Regions from separate parts of the Mus musculus genome. Here regions 1, 2 and 3 are each linked to region 4. Evidence: chromatin contacts called from public promoter capture Hi-C data. All regions are on one chromosome and are shown on one strand. Each heading gives the region's core, a stretch centred on a gene start, on an enhancer-like site or on the middle of the called end of the contact. The rest is flanking DNA. Distances are from core to core; before and after follow the strand shown.

Region 1 (2,700 bases), core at 76-2,575, 1.2 Mb before region 4:
CTGACTAGACATACAGATTCAATGAAAGAAAATTATTTTTTCAAACTGTAAAAAGTATGTGTCTCCGTGTGGGTATGTGCACGTGAGTGCAGGTGCCAGAGGACAGCACATCAGTACCCTTGGGGCTGGAATTGCAGATCGTTATAAGCCACTACTGTAGGCACTGGGAACTGAACACGGGCTCTTTGCAAAAGCAGTACATGTTTTTGATTGCTCGGCATCTCCCCAGACTCATTCATATACATACACACACACACACACACACACACACACACATATATATATATATGTATACACACACACACACACACACACACACATATATATATATATATATATATATATATATATATATATATATATATATATATATACATTAATTTCTTTGCTAGTCTAGGGGCTAAAATAGTTTCAGTGTTAAAATGTAAGGTTTCCTAATAGAAAAATATCTGATAGCTTGTTGTATGCCAGGCACAGTGCTATGTACTGGGAATGTCTAATGATCTTGACCTTATAGCATTTGTAATTCTATCAGAGAATAACAATATGTAATTATAAACTTTAAAAGATTTTCAAAAATATTTTTATTCTATGTCCAGGCGTATGTATATGTGTATGTGCACCTGTGCAGTGCCCTCAGAGGCCAAAAGAGGGCATTAGATCCCTTGGAGCTGGAGTTACAGGCAGTCTGAGCCAGCTGACCCAAGTGCTGGCATTCTAATTCTGGTCTTCACGATTGAGCAGTACTTGCTCTTAACCACCAAACCATATTGATTTTTTTAGGTGTTATGTACGAAATATTAGGATAGTTAGGGTGGGAGCAGTCCCTAGGGACTGAGCCCGGGACCATGCTAAGCAAGTGTCCTACCACTGCACTAACTGGGCAGGCATCCACAGGGTAGGTATCCAAAGATGTAGCTAAATGTTTGCATGTCCAAATCTTTTATTTGCTGGGAAGATTCTGTAAAATACAAGTACTAAACCTAAAACTGCTTATTTGGAATTTAAAAATATTTTCAGATACATTTTAAATTCACGGCAAATTTCAGCTTAAAGTACAGAGTTCTCATCTGCGTCCTGGGGCCCTCCCTCCTCATCCCCAACAATCTGATGTGGTTTTGTTGTTGTTTTCTTCTGGTGCAGAGGATCCGCTCCCATCACCTTTCACATGCGAAGCGAGGCTTCACGCATGCTTTTCTGTTCCTTTGACTCTGATCTATTAAATCATGATTAAGTACATCAAAGCACAGGTGTCGAAGTAAGAACTACGTTTCCCAGAGTGCAATGCAGCACGTCACAGAGAAGTACCCGGCATGCGCAGAGGAGTCCTCCGCGCTCGACCGCGCTCATAAGAGAAACAGCGTGTGTGGTTCTTGACGCGCCGCGAACCTTCGAACGCAAGTGCGAGACTACCCTGTGAGGAAACGTTCCAGGGATTCGCCTGTTCCCGCCATCGCAGTTACCAGCGCGACGTGCTGTTTCTTCCTGTGCTCGGTAGGTGGGACGGGGCCATGGCAAGGTACCTCCAAGCAGCGCGGGAACGAAAGGCCAGCGTTCCTGCCCGGCGCCCGGCTCGCCGAGGCGGCGTCTGAGGAGACGCGCACGCGCCCTGGACGGGAAGGGGGCGGGGCTGTGGGAGCCGGCGCCCTGGGGCTTGCGCGTGCGCCCTACCTCTCTGAAGAGGTGGGAAGCGGCTGGAGCTGGCTAGTCTAGATGCCGGCAGCTGATGTGAGTCCCAGACATCAGCACATTTTACTACTTTCTCAAAAGCTTAGTTTTTGGTAGCCCAACCTGGCCGTGAGATCGCAGTCCTCCTCCCCCAATCCCGAGTGCTGAGATTACAGACTGCACATGCTCTAAAGGTGTCCATTTTCACAACAGTAACTTCATCCACTCTCCAGCTCACTCTTGTGTTGGCTGACACATGTATCCTAGGACGTCTGCGTCTACTCATCAGCACCTTCCCCTACCTGTCAATGTTCAGCTTTCTCTAGGGAGGCTTTGACTCATGCTGTTTCACAGAAACAGCTCTAACAAAGCCACCTTGACTTCTGGATTCCGAAGTTCAGTGATACAGGATTGGTAGCATCCTCTTTCATTGCCTCGGTTCTCCTCTAAAGAACTCCTGCTTCCATTGCTTCATCTTTAACGGTTGTACCATCAAAATACATAAACCCTTCTTCATCTTGCCTTTCTTTCTGTTCCCTCCTTGGACATTGTCTATTTCACACTTTAAATAAAAATAAAATTTATTTTGGTGCTCTCGTTTCTATCTTGTAAAAATATTTGGTGTGTGTGAAGGCAGGCATGTTCATTCCATGGCACTTTTGTGGAGGTCAATTGACAGCTTTCAGGAGTTCTCTCCTTCCATCATGTAGGCTTCTAGGATGGAACTCGGGGTATCAGGCTTGGCACAAGCACTTGAATCTGCTGAGCTATCTCACTGGCCCTCAAATTTACATCTTGTAGATCAGTATAATGTTGTGGTGTTAGAATCCACAGGGAAAGACCAAATCTTAGGCTCAATTCAAATTTAGATGAAATGGATTTCTTTTATTTATTACTGCTAGGCAGTAGGCAGTAATAGGCAGAAGGATGTCAGCCTTAAAGCCAAACAGCATGCCATGTGGTGTGGAGGGATCCAAAGGAAGGAAGGGGGCTGGAGAGATGGCTCAGCAGTTAAGAGCACTGACTGCTCTT
Region 2 (2,777 bases), core at 90-2,589, 1.0 Mb before region 4:
TGTCCCAGAGCTCTCCCCTACTCCCGACTTCCCTATACTAGACCTGCCTCTTCCTGTACCTTTCCTAACTCTGTCTGTTGCTGGGTGTTGCCCAGCTCAGAGTGGGGTTGCTCACTGGCAACTGGGGGAAAGGAAAAAGCCAGAGCCAGGGACAGGCGGGTCATGTTGAAGCTGGACCCATCTGGCCTGCGCGTTGCCATGGGTCACCTTGCCTAGAAACAAAATTGAACCGGGAATATTTTAGAATTTAAGGATCACGAATAGGGCAGAGAGCCTAATACCCTCATCTGAAAGAGCCCAAGAAAGAAATGATCTGTGCTCAAAGCCACATAGCAACCCAAAGGCGAGAGTTAAGAGAGAACCAAGATTTCCCGACTGAGGTGGGGGGGCCCCTTCTAATCCACCCAGGGCCGGCCCAGGCTTCAAGGACACCCCAAGGTCAGGCTTCTCTCTTCGTGATGGTTGCGGGGGAGGAGCTCGAGGAAAAGGATTAATTATTAGGAAAAACACAGGGCCATCAGAAGCACAGAAAAGGGGCTATGGAGCCCAGGTAGAACGAAACCTTTGCCTCCATACTGTTAGAAGGGGAGGGAAAGGATGTACGAGGCACGTGCACTTCTACGCTACAGCGGTTCCAGACTCAGAATCAAGGTCACAGATAAGGAAAGATAGTAAAGTGTTAATGGGCAACAGAGTACTGCAGCTGAGGAGTTTAGCCTTCTCTCCTGGGGCTCCCCCGAAAGGAAACCAATTTCCTCCACCCCATCGCGTAAATCCTGAGACGGTGTAAGAGCCGATCGCCCCCGTCTCCCCATCGCTTCTTGAGATCTCTTGAATAGGAAATGGGACCCTGATGCTTTGCATAGCGGAGAGTTTTTGCAAAAATAAAGAGGGGTCTGTTTTTCCACCTCATCTTGCTTCCTCCCCCGGCATGACTCAGCGCGCTGAGTTGCTGCGTGGCGCAGCGAACCGCCAGGGCGCAGGCCGGAGAACCCGGGCTGGGGGCAAGCGTGGGGGTAGAAAAAGGAGAAGTGAGGGGCCGTGGGGAAGACGGCTCTGCACTGCCCGCCACCGGCCCAAGATCCTAACCCCATAGACCCTTCCCCGAGCACGTGTCAAATGGCGCTCACCTGGCACAGGACGGGGTGGGTCTGCCTGGTACGCCGGTGGGTAGGCGAAAGGACTAAGGAGCGAACGCGGCTAGGGTCACCAGAACCTCGTTCTGCTGCGCGTTCCAAGAGAACGCAGCCTATTCAGCTGGGTTGGGGGGGACGGGAGGCGGGGCCCCGGACATTTAAAGGCGCCGCTCCGCCCTCTGCAGGTTTTTTCCCTTGCAGGGACGGGAACCGTCCAATTGAAGGTGGGCACTGTGCGCAGCACCGCCCCAAGATGCTCCGATAGGAGGCGGCACTGGGGAGGAGACAAGCGGCTAGAACACGATCCCTCCTCCGCCCCGCTAGGACGTGACTCGAGCCACATCCCGCAGGTCACCAGGCCCCCCCCCCCAACACCCCCCCCCCCAACCCCTGCCTGGCGCGCGCGCGAACATCGTGACTCAGCCGGAATGTGGGTTGGCGAAGAGTAGGGAGGGGGTCAGAGTGAGATGGTGGCTGGCCTCTCCTCCAAGACCCCTGGCTTCCGGCTGTGTAGTTGCAGCCTGACGTCACTGCTAAGAACGCAGAGCTTCGGAGCCTCCCTGCCTGCCTGCTTCGTCGCTTGACTAAAATGCAGGGCGCGTTCCATCTCTCCCTGGCCAGAGCACGGCGCAGCTGACATGGTACGCAGGCAAAACCTCCCAGAACTAGTGTGCCGGCCACATCGGAACTGAGTGGCGTATCCAGGCCTGGCGTTGCCTAGCAGATTGGCGGGAGGCACCACCCGCGAGCTAAACACACCCAGTTTGAGGAAATGACCGACAAGGACTGGCCCAAGCCAGACAGGTCTTTCCCGAACCTGATTTCCTTCTCCAAAATAAAAAAATCCGTCTCGGAGCTCTCTTGTCACCCTGTAACTCTCAGAGCACTCAGTTTCCTCAGGTCCCAATCCGCAACCCCCATTCCCATCCTGCAATCCGGATAGCGGCCCACCTGTGGCGCAGTGACAGAAGCCGCAGAGCCCGGTCAGCAGAGAGTGAGCCCGGCAGTCCAGGGCTGGGTTTTAAGGCAGCTCCTACTCCCCACCCCTCCCCTACACACCCCCGCACCAGTGTCCCAGACCTTCTCGGTAACCCCTGCCCTTTCCCCACCACGAATCCCGCGGCCGGGACCTATATTTAGGGAAACCTGAGGCTCCTGACATTCATCCCTGCGTGGGGGGTGAAGAAGAGGCAGCTTTGGTTTGCCTTGAGAGGAGGAGGTGCCACTGCTCACTCACCGGTCTTTAGAGGAACCTCTTCCTTGGAAATACAGTGAAATTAGTCAAGAAATCAGTCTCAGGTCCAGGATCTGTAAGGCAGAACAAGAAGGGAAAACATCTAGATATTGCCTCCCACTGCCTCCTCTGGTTCCCTCCTCCCTTGACTCTGGTGCCTGCTGGTGGTTGTACTTTTTTTTTTTTTCCAAAGGAGAGCAGATGCAGGCAGGATACTCACCTCTTAAAATAACCAGGAGTCTAAAGGCAGGGTGTGGCTGGCCATCCCTTTATCCTGATAGTCCAGGTTGGCAGAAACCTCCCACACTGTTGCCTGGGTGAGCAATGTCCTGCATCCTCACCCTCACATACAATAGTTTATCAGGGAAGGGAGAGGAAGAAAGGCAGGGGCACTGGCCAGAGCATCA
Region 3 (2,842 bases), core at 165-2,664, 1.1 Mb before region 4:
GGAAGTTTGGTCAGGGAAGTTTTACAGAGACAGGTTGTAGAGAGAACAAGCTAGACACCGGTGAAGACAAAAGGAGCCAGAGAATGAGAAGGAGCCAGAAGATTAGAACAGATTGTCAAGGCTAGTATGAGGCCAAGCAGAGCAATTCAGTCAAAAGCTGAGAGAAGCCGGATTGAATCAGCCATCTTGGAAGAATAGATTGTACAGAGGTTAGAAGCTTCCAGGGGTAGGCCTAGGGATAGTTAGAACAGAGAAAGAAACGCTCTGGCTCAGCCCAAGCCATATATTCACACAGCTTGGGTACGGCTCTCCTCTCACCCCTTCATCTGAGGAGATGAAAGCACATTCACATGGAAGTGTAAGCCAAATAAACGCGTTCCTCCCCAGTACGCTTTCGGTCCTGGTGACTCATCACAACAATAGTAACAATAGTAACAATAGTAACCCTAGGGGGCTGCAGAGATGGCTCAGAGGTTGAGAGCACTGACTGCTCTTCCAGAGGTCATGAGTTCAACTCCCAGCCACCACGTGCTGGCCCACAACCATCTGCGATGCATACAATTCCCTCTTCTGGCGTGTCTAAAGGCAGCTACACTGTACTCATATACATAAAATGAATAAATAGATCTTTAAATCTTTATTTTAAAAAATAGTAACCCTAAGATAAGGACCTAGGTTAATTGCATAGCATAGCTTTTGTATCTGATTTTTTTTTTTCTTAAATCCATTTATGTGCATGAATGTTTGGTACGTATGTGCAGAGATTAGAAGAGGGCGTCTGATACCCTGGTAGTGGAGTTACAAAGCAGCCCTAAACTTGTGCACTCGTAATCCAATTAAGCATCACAAATTTTAATCCAGCCATCGCAGAGTGTTGATATACATAAGGTGCCACCTCGCTGCTACGCTTGCTCTGGTGGCAGGCCAGGGACTCAGCACCGCCCCAGATCTAAAAAAAAAAAAAAAAAAAAAACCGGTCCCGCCTCTGTCACTCCTTTGCCCTAGCGGCCCGCCTCCTACGCGGAGCCTTCCGACCAGACACCCGCGCCTTCTTACCAGGGTCCTCGCCCGCTGGTCCGCCATGCTCCACCTTTCTTGCGACCCGCGTTGTGTTGCCGGACCCGACGAGCAGGATTGACAGTGAATCCAACGTAAACGCGGCCCCGATGCCGAGGGTTCTGGCAGTAGAGCAAGTAGACACCGAAGAAGCGCCCGGGTCTTGCTGCATGGTCCATCCGGACTTTCTGGGTTGAAGGGCCAGAGTTGGGGGTGGTTTCTGGGACCTCGGACCTCGGAAAGGGCTGGGTAGCCAGGACTGCAAAACCTTGGTTTAGGAAAAAGCACGGGAGAATGGTCCTGCAAACTCCTGGAAAGCCGGCAGAGCGACTTGCTGCGCCGCCTGCTGGCAGGAGGAGGGTGTGCAAGCGGAACCGCAGGACTGGCTGCCCTCCAGTCCGGCTCGGATTGGCTAACTGTTGGGAGGAAACCTCCCAAGTGCTGGGAATTCAAGGGAGCCAGGAGGCGGAAGTGCTGCCTTCGAAGCCGCCCTAGGAAGGGCGGAAGTGAGCGGCGTGGAGGAAGTGGCTGCAGTGAGGGCGGAAAGCGAGGTGGCGGGACCCGAGGCGAGGTTCTTTGCACGCTGGGCTGTAGCCCCGCCGGGCTGTGGTTATGGAACTCAGCGCCGATTACCTCCGCGAGAAGCTGCGGCAGGACCTGGAGGCAGAGCATGTGGTGAGTGCGATGCTGAGAGGTCGCGGGCGGTGGGGAAGGACTCCTGGGCGCGTGTTCCATCGTCCGGGTCTTCTGCCCGCTAGGAGGTGGAGGACACGACTCTGAACCGTTGCGCGACCAGCTTCCGAGTCCTGGTGGTGTCGGCTAAGTTCGAGGGAAAGCCACTGCTCCAGAGACACCGGTGAGCCCCGGGAGCCAGCCTCTCACCCAGCCAAGCCTCAGGCTCCGGATGGCAGCCCGGGCATCCGCTCGCCATGGGTGGGACCAACTCATTCCCAAAGCCCGGAGATGTGACCCATAGCCCCGAGGGTGCTCCTGCCTTTGTGATTGGATTCCTGTCCTCTCCTTGAATCCCCACTTCTTGGAGACGTCTCCGATCTCCTTGGTCACCCTAGCTTCGGAGCCCATCACTCCAGCTGAGGCCGCTCATTTCCCATTCCCTTCTCTCGCTCCAGGCTGGTGAACGAGTGCTTAGCCGAAGAGCTCCCGCACATCCATGCCTTTGAGCAGAAAACTCTGACCCCAGAGCAGTGGACCCGACAGCGGCGTGAATGAGGGGCCTAGGCCTGAACAGTCATTAAAATTTAAACCTGGCCCAGCTGGTCTCAGTGTGCTGTTTGAAGACCCTGAGGCCAAGTCACGGATGTGGCTTTTCCCTGACTCTCCTCCAGCCATTGTTTCAGCAAATTTGGATGGATTTCTTTCCTGAGCCCTCTAGGTCCCAACTTAAACAATGAAGATTCGGTTCTTAAGTCTGCCAAGGCTTTACTGTCAAACCCTGTGGTCTGTACTGTCACCAAGGTCAGACCTCAAAAAGCAGGGTGTTCCTGCTCTGTCAGCCCTCAGAAACCCTGAGCATTCTCCCAGGTTCCCTCACTCCAGGTTCCTGGAAGTAGCAGAGACAAGATACAGAATTTCTGTCAGTCTCTTCACAGGCGTACACACTCAGGAGGAGGGATGGACACAATGCACGCTGATGTTCAGTTCAGCTCTCCCACAGCTAGTTCCTCTCCACTGTGGATCTTTGCTTTGGTTTTGTCTTTCAGACAGGTCCCCATATGTTTCCCAGGCTGCTTGTAAATTCATGAGCTTAGGGGATCCTTTGGCCTTA
Region 4 (2,700 bases), core at 4-2,503:
CAATAAATCTATCAAGTGAATGTATTTCTGGAGGGTCAAAGCTGGGGAAATGAAGTCGGGCAGTGGTGGTGCACGCCTTTAATCCCAGCACTCCGGAGGCAGAGGCAGGCGGATTTCTGAGTTCGAGGCCAGCCTGGTCTACAGAGTGAGTTCCAGGACAGCTAGGGCTACACAGAGAAACCCTGTCTCGAAAAACAAACAAACAAACAAACAAACAAACAAACAAATCTGGGGAAATGGCACCGTGAGAGAAGCGTAAAGAAGATCAGGAAGCCACGGGCTTTAGTTTCAAATACAGGAAAGGCTACTATTCGGATCAAATCTTCTATGCAGGACTGCTATGTGGCAGCTACCGAATTTGGTGTTGGGGATTCCGTTAAAGAAAAGCAAGTCATGCTGAGACGTCAGCTGTAAGGCAGGGCTGCGGAGGTAACAGTACATTTTTCTCAGTCTGAGCTGCTCTGGAATTGTCGTGCTGCTCAGAAGGTAGCGAGCTCAGCGGGACTGCAATGCTCACTCGGGGCATAGGCCGCCCACCTGTCAGAGGCTGTGCCAGGAGGACGCGGGGGAGCAGCGGGGGGAGCGCCACCTTGGCTGAGGTCACTTCCCACCCCCAGATTCTCTGCCTACAAAACCCTGCAATTCCCTGACGCTGGAGACTCGGGTCTTATTATTTCCTGATTTCCAAGGTCTCATGATACTGACAGCCCCAAATGCAAGTCTTCACTTTGCCCACGCCCGAGGACCCAAAATTAAAACAACAAAAAAGTGAATTCTACAGAGCATCCTTAGTAGGTGGCTGAGAGTAGGCAGTGTACCCTTCCCCACCTCGAAGAAGCTGTTGGGGCACAGCTCAGACGCTGGGGTGTCGGGGACGTCGCGAGACTGAAGCCCGAGACGTCGCTGACAGGCCGGAACACATGACTGGCGGTCGGGCGTGCAGCCCGCGGAGCTGGGCCCGGCCTGTCACGTGATGAGGGGGCGCCATGGGGTGATGTGAGATACGAGGCTCTCAGACTGCGTGCAAATGACGCATTCCCAACCCTTTGGGCAACTAGATCTCGGCTCCAATATGAGATGTTCCGGTAGTGGGGGGGGGGGGAGCAGCGGGGCGGGCTCTGGACTCAGGCAGCCTCGCTTCCGTTCGGCTGCCACTGCTTCCGACCTCCGCCTTTCCCTCTAGCGAGGACGAGCCGAGCCCTCGCGCGCATGCTCGGAGTCATCCCCCGAGGGGCGGGGCGGCAGCTGCGGGAGCAGGATGGGGGGAAGAGAAGGGAATTCCAACCTGTAGAACTTTGGGGGTCCTATGATCGGGTTCTTCCCCACGACTGTGGATGGTGAAAGGGGTGGGGCCTTTGGCGGCTCCGGGGTGTACTGGAGTTCGCTGGGTGAGGGAGGGGGTGTCAAGTGTGAGAGAGGTGCAGGACTTCCAAATTTAGAACCTTGAGGCCCTTTGGGCTCGGGTCCAGGGCACTCCGACCACCATGCGCGACAGGACCCACGAGTTGAGGCAGGTGAGAAACCGGGATGGTGAGGACACCCTGGAGTGAGGAGAAGCGGGGCCGGGCGGGCGCGCTGGAGTGAGGACTCCTGGTTTTGGGTCCCGGGCGGGTGGCTGATGGCCAGGAAGGAAAATCCCGGAAGCCCATGGTTCCTGCGGGGCGAGAACCGCAGCGAGCAACTGTCGCCAATGACTCCGGCCCTGGCAGGGGGATAACATCTCAGACGATGAAGATGAGGTTCGAGTCGCGCTGGTGGTGCACTCAGGTGCTGCCCGGTTGGGCAGCCCGGACGACGAGTTCTTCCAGAAGGTAAGGGTCAGGAGAACCGAGGAGTAGGGCGGACTAGAGTGACACTTAAGTCTTCAGCCCTCTTGGTGATCCTTCCTAGGTGCAGACAATTCGGCAGACTATGGCCAAACTGGAGAGTAAAGTCCGGGAGTTGGAGAAACAGCAGGTCACCATCCTGGCCACGCCTCTTCCCGAGGAGAGTAAGCGAAACCTAGGGCTCACGCACGCCAGCCCGGTGGACTATGGGGGATGTAGTTTTATTCAGGTGATGGCCAGGATGGGTTTGGTTTTGGTTTGTGGGAGAGGCTGTGATTTAGAAGTGTTGGCTTTCTCGTTTAGGCATGAAGCAGGGCCTGCAGAACCTGCGAGAGGAGATCAAACAGCTGGGGAGAGAGGTCCGGGCGCAGCTAAAAGGTGAATGAATTTCAAGGGTCTCAGCCATATCTTTCCCTTTGATTCAGCCCAGTTGCTGGTGTATCTAGTTGTTGTATACAGTCAAGTGATAGATCCAGGTCACACAGCAGACTTGGGTCTAGGATCTCTGTCCCATGGCATCAAAGCCATGGTACTTTGCAGAGCACATTATGGCCTCTCAGATTCCTTTATTATTATTTTAAGTTTAAATTCAAAATTACTTACTGCTCTCATCCTTTCAGGCCAGTGTGTATTCTTTGGGCAAGCAGATGAGAGGTTCCTCCACGCTTGTGGGAACCCACTGGTGTAATTCAAAGAAAAACATATCTCAGAAATTCAGAATTCGCCCCCTTCTCCTCTCCCTTCTCTCTTCTCACCTACTCCTCCACCTCTTCCTCCTATATAGACCAGGATGGCCTCAAATGCACGGAGATCCATCTTTCTCTGCCTCTTGAGTGCTGAGATTAAATTAAAAGCTCGCTCCTTCTTTTTTCTT

What was found. Capture Hi-C pulls out chosen DNA fragments and counts their contacts.
Region 1: a promoter capture Hi-C map of liver shows a contact between it and region 4, with 2.5 times the contacts expected there. The contact joins the promoter of Sgf29 here to the promoter of Stx4a in region 4. A contact is called at or near these places in 1 of 39 promoter capture datasets (embryonic stem cells), 1 of 115 datasets of contacts at active chromatin or transcription factors (embryonic stem cells) and 2 of 9 other capture datasets (liver and pancreatic islet).
Region 2: a promoter capture Hi-C map of adipose tissue shows a contact between it and region 4, with 2.7 times the contacts expected there. The contact joins the promoter of Aldoa here to the promoter of Stx4a in region 4. A contact is called at or near these places in 1 of 39 promoter capture datasets (pre-B cells), 1 of 484 Hi-C or Micro-C datasets (B cells), 2 of 115 datasets of contacts at active chromatin or transcription factors (astrocytes and thymic regulatory T cells) and 2 of 9 other capture datasets (adipose tissue and pancreatic islet).
Region 3: a promoter capture Hi-C map of adipose tissue shows a contact between it and region 4, with 2.4 times the contacts expected there. The contact joins the promoter of Slx1b here to the promoter of Stx4a in region 4. A contact is called at or near these places in 1 of 39 promoter capture datasets (liver) and 2 of 9 other capture datasets (adipose tissue and liver).

What each region holds. Positions count from the first base shown.
Region 1 is chr7:126,647,984-126,650,683 of GRCm38.p6, forward strand. It overlaps Sgf29 (SAGA complex associated factor 29), which reads left to right and starts at 1,326. Exons shown (of 10, transcript NM_029339.3): 1 at 1,326-1,494.
Region 2 is chr7:126,797,915-126,800,691 of GRCm38.p6, forward strand. It overlaps Aldoa (aldolase A, fructose-bisphosphate), which reads right to left and starts at 1,340. Exons shown (of 9, transcript NM_007438.4): 1 at 1,131-1,340.
Region 3 is chr7:126,694,369-126,697,210 of GRCm38.p6, forward strand. It overlaps Slx1b (SLX1 structure-specific endonuclease subunit homolog B (S. cerevisiae)), which reads right to left and starts at 1,415. Exons shown (of 6, transcript NM_029420.4): 1 at 1,057-1,415. The coding sequence starts at 1,235. It overlaps Bola2 (bolA-like 2 (E. coli)), which reads left to right and starts at 1,632. Exons shown (of 3, transcript NM_175103.3): 1 at 1,632-1,731; 2 at 1,815-1,912; 3 at 2,187-2,325. The coding sequence starts at 1,669. The coding sequence ends at 2,286.
Region 4 is chr7:127,840,555-127,843,254 of GRCm38.p6, forward strand. Stx4a (syntaxin 4A (placental)) reads left to right here and starts at 1,254. Exons shown (of 11, transcript NM_009294.3): 1 at 1,254-1,514; 2 at 1,710-1,811; 3 at 1,891-1,990; 4 at 2,130-2,204. The coding sequence starts at 1,485.